Regions from separate parts of the Oryctolagus cuniculus genome. Here region 1 is linked to region 2. A link is a contact called in public Micro-C data. All regions are on one chromosome and are shown on one strand. The core of a region is the stretch at or near the end of the contact, and the rest is flanking DNA. Distances in the headings are between cores, read along the strand shown. Region 1 holds the start of NPAS4 (neuronal PAS domain protein 4). Region 2 overlaps TOP6BL (TOP6B like initiator of meiotic double strand breaks).

The links. A called contact is a pair of places that touch in the nucleus more often than the background predicts.
Region 1: a Micro-C map of ear pinna shows a contact between it and region 2, with 6 times the contacts expected there. The contact joins the promoter of NPAS4 here to the enhancer-like site in region 2. A contact is called at or near these places in 2 of 6 Hi-C or Micro-C datasets (ear pinna and an unstated tissue).

Annotation. Positions count from the first base shown.
Region 1 is chr1:5,473,240-5,475,939 of mOryCun1.1, reverse strand. It overlaps NPAS4 (neuronal PAS domain protein 4), which reads left to right and starts at 1,366. Exons shown (of 10, transcript XM_051854808.2): 1 at 1,366-1,720; 2 at 2,020-2,700.
Region 2 is chr1:5,093,927-5,096,626 of mOryCun1.1, reverse strand. The region is part of intron 13 of TOP6BL (TOP6B like initiator of meiotic double strand breaks); the gene reads left to right. Among named protein-coding and RNA genes, the nearest start is that of RCE1, 5.7 kb to the right of the region's middle. Within about 2 kb of position 1,271, at least 3 of the 8 cell types and tissues checked have an H3K27ac peak or open chromatin away from gene starts, as enhancers often do.

The DNA of each region.
Region 1 (2,700 bases), core at 117-2,616, 380 kb before region 2:
GGGGTTCTGTGCTCACCTCACAGAACCGGACAGCACACAAAACACTGAGGGGCCTTCTTGCTGAAATCCAGGGGGGACCTCACCGAGTCCGACACACTGTCTCTCTCAGTCACGTTGGCGCCAGATGTTGAGGTGGATTTGTTTCTGGGAGGAGGAGTGTGGTGGGGGCAAGAGGCATGAAGTCACCACACAGACCCCGGCAGTCGGGTGAAAGCAGGCCAGAGGCGGGCAGCCCACACACTCATTTATTTCAGTTGGTACAGCTGCTTATATAGCCAAGGCAGCCAATCCGGTCAAGGGGCGGTCTATGCCCTAACCAATCACAGCCTGTTGCCAGTCACGCTCTGTTGCCAGGCAGTTTCTGAAATCATCCAATCACAGCCTATTGTCAGTCAGGCTCTGTTGTCATGTGGTTTCCGAAGCCATCCAATCACAGCCTGTTTCCAGGCAGTTTCTGTTGTCAGTGGCCGTCTTGGCATGGCCTTCTCACCTTCTCATTCCACCACACCACGGGTCTCAGATGGCCAACCCGGATGCCTTCCTGTCCAGGCACAGACAGGCTCAGTGTACACGGCCTTGTGAGAGCGATGCTGCGGTGCTGGCCAGTCCCGGGAGACAGGCCCCCCAGGTCGCGTTTGGGGACGTCAAAACGTGGGTCACTTCTGGATGGGCTTTTACAGCCGTTTCATAATGGCCGTGGCGTCAGGAAGGTCTCCCGGGGCTGTGCCCGGCTCCCCCGGCCTTGACTCCCCGTCAGAGGCCTGGGCTGCACCTGCCTGCCTGCAGCCTCCCACAAACCGCTTCACTGCTCTGAGCCTCAGCTTGCTCATCTGTAGAATGGGCATGACTTTAATTCGCACTGCCTCGCTCATCTCAAGGGAATGAGAGGCAAACCCAAAGACACCATGGCTCCCCAGCACCTTCCACACCGTCGCGCGTGGCTCTGCCCCTTGCTGCTGTGGGAACTCAGGAAAAGTTGCCACGAGTGGCAGCCTCGCCTGCTCTCGCCTGTAAAACGGCAAGAATAATATTCTGCACTGCAGAGTGGCCGCGATCCCGAAAGGAAGCGTCGCGGGAGGAGCGCCCAGCCCTGTGCCTGCCCTCCACGTGGACTACGATGTAGCTAGAGGCCGCAGTTTTTATTAAGATTCTTGCGTGGCCTGCGGAGTCCTTCTGTGCAATTCCCCTCGCGAACGCCAGAGGGCGACCTAGACGGCAGCACGCCCGCCACACGCACCCCGGGCGCAGCGCCGTCGTCGGCCGCGCGGTGGCGCTAGGCCACAGACGGTGCGCTCCCCGCAGCGCAGAGCGCACGCCGTCGCCATGGAGCCGTGATGCGGGCGAGGGGCGGGGGGCGGAGGGAGGGAGGCCCCGGTGACGTCCGCGCTGCTCGCGGCCCCGTCTCCCGCGGCCTCCCTCTCCTTGCCTATTTTGGAAGAGATGCTGATGCGCGCGCGCTGGCGCCTTTTTAAGGCAACCGGCGGAGTGGCGGCTCCGCCAGAGCCCGCGCGCTGCCCCCGCCCCCGAGCGGCGAGCCCGGCGCGGGGCCCGGGCCCGGGAGCCCCCGGCGGCGTCCGCCCCATCCCCCGCCCCTAGTGCCCTCGGCCCCCCGTGGGCCCCCTCCGGCCGCCGGGACACGAGGGTGGGGGGCTGCCCCGCGCCCCTCGCCCCCTCCCCCTAGGAGCCCCGCGAGGAAGTTCGGGGACCCTCTCTGGACCAGGTGAGGACGGCAGCAGCCTCGGGGCTCCCCGGGACTCAGCCCACCTGTCTTCAGCCCAGCCCTCACCTTGCTCCCCTCGGGCCCAGTCTGGAGCCAGATCACGACCCTAGGGAAAGCCGGTCCACCCTTCTCCTTAAACTGGAGCCTGCGGGAAGAGCCGTGATTGGCTCGGGCCAGTGGCCACTTCCCGGACAAGCAGGGGCCAGAGCCCGGTGGGGGGCCGGGGAGGTCAGTCCCCTGGGCCTCAGTGGTGAGGGGAGCTGGCACAGGGACCTCCCTGGCCCTGTCCCGCACCCCAGGGCGCCCGGCGGCCTCCCCCCGACCCAGTGCGCTTCGGGCTCGATGGCCACCCGGACAAACTCGATGATCCTGTGGACGCTGTCACCGACCAGCCGCTGTGCCCCGCTCTGCTTCCATCGAAGGCTTCCTGCAGCCCGGCTGCTCTCTGGAACCCCACTTTGCCCAGACGTCAGAGTGTGCACCTCGGGGTGGAGGTGTGGCTGCCGGGCCCCTGCAGGGGCTCCGTGGACCCAGCCCCCCGGAAGCCTGCGTTCTCCCTCCATCTCGTGATGTGCCCAGGAGCGCTGGGAGGTGCCTGGCGTTCCCAAGGAGCTGTGGGGGGGGGGGGGTCTGGACGTCTCTGGGCCCCTGCTCTGGACGAGGACTGGGGATCCAGAGGTGGACCCGATCCAGCGCAGCACCTGCGGGCTCGGTGTCTGCGACAGCTCGCCCTGGAGCCTTGAATGGCACTTGCCAAGGACACCGTAGCCAGGCGGAGCACAGATGCGCAGGAGTGGAGACTGAGGCACCCTCGGTGAGACACGATTCGCCAAAGCCACACAGCAGCCCGGGGCCACGCCCCCAGCCCCGCCTCCTGCCCGGCACCTAGACCAGGGCTCAGTCCTCGGTCAAGTTCCCTGCGCCAGGAGCCAAGGACCTGGTGCGGTGGCCGTGTTGGCTGTGTCCCTTGGTCACCTCCT
Region 2 (2,700 bases), core at 22-2,521:
CAGTCTGCAGCACCTCCTCTACATCTTTTCTCCTCCTATCTCTACTGCCTGATTGGATGAGCAAGTTTTGGTGTCTTGGCACCCAAGGATCGTGGCATCCCGTGGATTTGCCATCCTCCTCTTGGGTGTAGCCCAAAAGGCAAGGCCAGTGGAAACCTGCTTGTAAGTGCACCCTTGACCACACCTTTTTTCATGGCTCTGTGTCCCTTCTACGGCGCTTTTTCCTTGGATTGTGTCTGCTGTTCCTTTCACCTGGTTCCCTGCAAATACTCTGGCCAGTTTCCCTTGAACTTGGAGGGCTGCTGCCCAGACCTTGAGCAAATAAAGCCAAGACCCATTGTGTCAGTCCCCTAGGGATTCTGTAAGAAACTGCCATCATCATGATGACTCAAAAACAACACACTTATTCTCTCACATTTATTCTCTGAAGTCCACAAGTCCAAAACCAGGGTGTTGGCAGGGCCACGTTTCCCCCAAGGGTGGGAGGGGAAAACCCTTCCTGGCCTCTTCCGGCTTCTGGTGGGAAGTGTTCCTTGGGCTGCGGTTTGTGTAATTCCAGTCTGTACCTCCATCTTTAGCCTTTCCCCATGTATCTTTCAAATCTCCCTCTGCGTTTTAAGGACATCTGTCATTGGACTTGAGGCTCACCCCAAGTCCAGGATGATCCAATCTCAGGATTGCTCATTATATCCACAAAGACCCTTTTCCCAGATAAGCTTACGGTCACAGGTTCTGGGGCTGTAACTTGGACATGGTGGGAGTACTGCAGCTATCCACATCTTCAGCTTTCTGGGGTAGGTTTAGGGTAGGTCACGGACCATTGTAGGACCCAGGGCCTAGGGCTCTTCAGCCTGTGAAGTTCTTTGCTTGGGCTTCTCTGATATCCCAGTGAGATCTCAAAGATAAGGATGTGACCTCTTTCACCCAGTTCCCTGGCTGCAGTGATGGCCGACAGCTCCAGGGCTATCCATAGCCGAGCTCACTTGGCAGATGGCTCACGACCTCAGGGTCTCACCAGAGGTAACAGGTCTTGGGAGGAAGTCCCCGACCTGTGCAAGGGTTTGCACATTAATGTCTGTAAAGATGTTTCTAGTGAGATCATAGTTTCACAGCTGAGGATGTGTATTGAGACCTCCTGGCTCCTGAGCCTAACACTGCTACCATGCAGGACTGGAAGGTGAGTCCAGGGACTGAGAGAGATTGGGGCCATCCAGGAGGGCCCATGTTTCCTGTGGTAATGGCCATTCAGAGATAGCTGACTTGTTAGTGGCTTAAGAGAGACACCCAGTGGTTTCAGCGAAGAACTACAAGATTGAGGATGGAGAGTCAAGATTCTTCCAGCTCTGGGCCAGTTCCTGTTTCCATTTCCAAACAGGAAGGTGGAACAGCACACCACCCATAGTGTTCGCGGAGAAATGGAAGAAGTAAGGGGAAACATGTTTAGCATTTTATAGAAAGCATTCTGGGAAAGGCCATGTGAGCATGGATTCCAGCCTGAGTACTGGACCAGAGTGGGCTTGGTGTTACAGACGAGGGTGGAACTGAGCTGAAGCTGCAACAGGGCGGCGGCTGCCCAGGAAGGGCGTTGTTTCCTGGGGGGTGAGGGTGGGCTCCAAGGAGGTGCATCCTGAGCACGGGGCTGTCTCTTCTGGGCCCAGATGCGAATGAAGGGGAAGTCCTCTGAGGCTCAGAGCTTATATCCCAATGCGGCTCGTTCCTTGGCAAGACCAAGGATAGGAGAAAGGTGTATCTATTGAGAATTTTCAGATTAGAGTGAATTTTTAAAAATTGAGGGTAAGCGTTGTAGCACACCAAGTTACCCATTGCTTGGGATGCCTGCATCCCGTATCAGAGTGCCTGGGATAAACACACACCTCCACTTCCGGTCCAGCGTCCTGCTAACACACACACTGGGAGGCAGCAGATGATGGCCCAAGTACTTGGGTTTCTGCCACCCATCTGGGCAACCTGGGTGGAGTTCCCGGATTCTGGCTCCCGCCGGCCCAGCCCTGACTGTTGTAGGCATTGGAGAGTGAACCAGCAGATGGAAGATTTCTGTTTCCCTCTTTTGCTCTGCATTTCAAATTAATAAATTTTAAAATGCTTTATCAAAAAAAGTTGGGAAGTTTCCTAATACTGTTTTCCTTCATACCCTTAAGGTGCCTGCCCCTTCAGTGTTAGTTAGAATGTAGAAATTGAAACTTGTTTTAGTAAACAATACATGGTAGAATACTTGAGATACAATTTATACACTGTAAAATTGTCCATTTTGAAGTGTCCAGTCCAGTGGTTGTCAGCAAATTCACCGTGTCATGCAGCTACCATCACTTAGTTCTAGAACACGTCCATCACACCAAAGGAAAACAACACCATTAACAGTTAGCTCCAGCGCCCCTCCGCCTCCCACCCCTGGCCACCACTAATCTACTTTCTGTATCTCTGGCTTTGCTTATTCTGAAATTTTTTTTTTTTTTTGACAGGCAGAGTGGACAGTGAGAGAGAGAGACAGAGAGAAAGGTCTTCCTTTGCCGTTGGTTCACCCTCCAATGGCCGCCGAGGCCGGCGCGCTGCGGCCGGCACACCGCGCTGATCCGATGGCAGGAGCCAGGAGCCAGGTGCTTTTCCTGGTCTCCCATGGGGTGCAGGGCCCAAGCACCTGGGCCATCCTCCACTGCACTCCCTGGCCACAGCAGAAAGCTG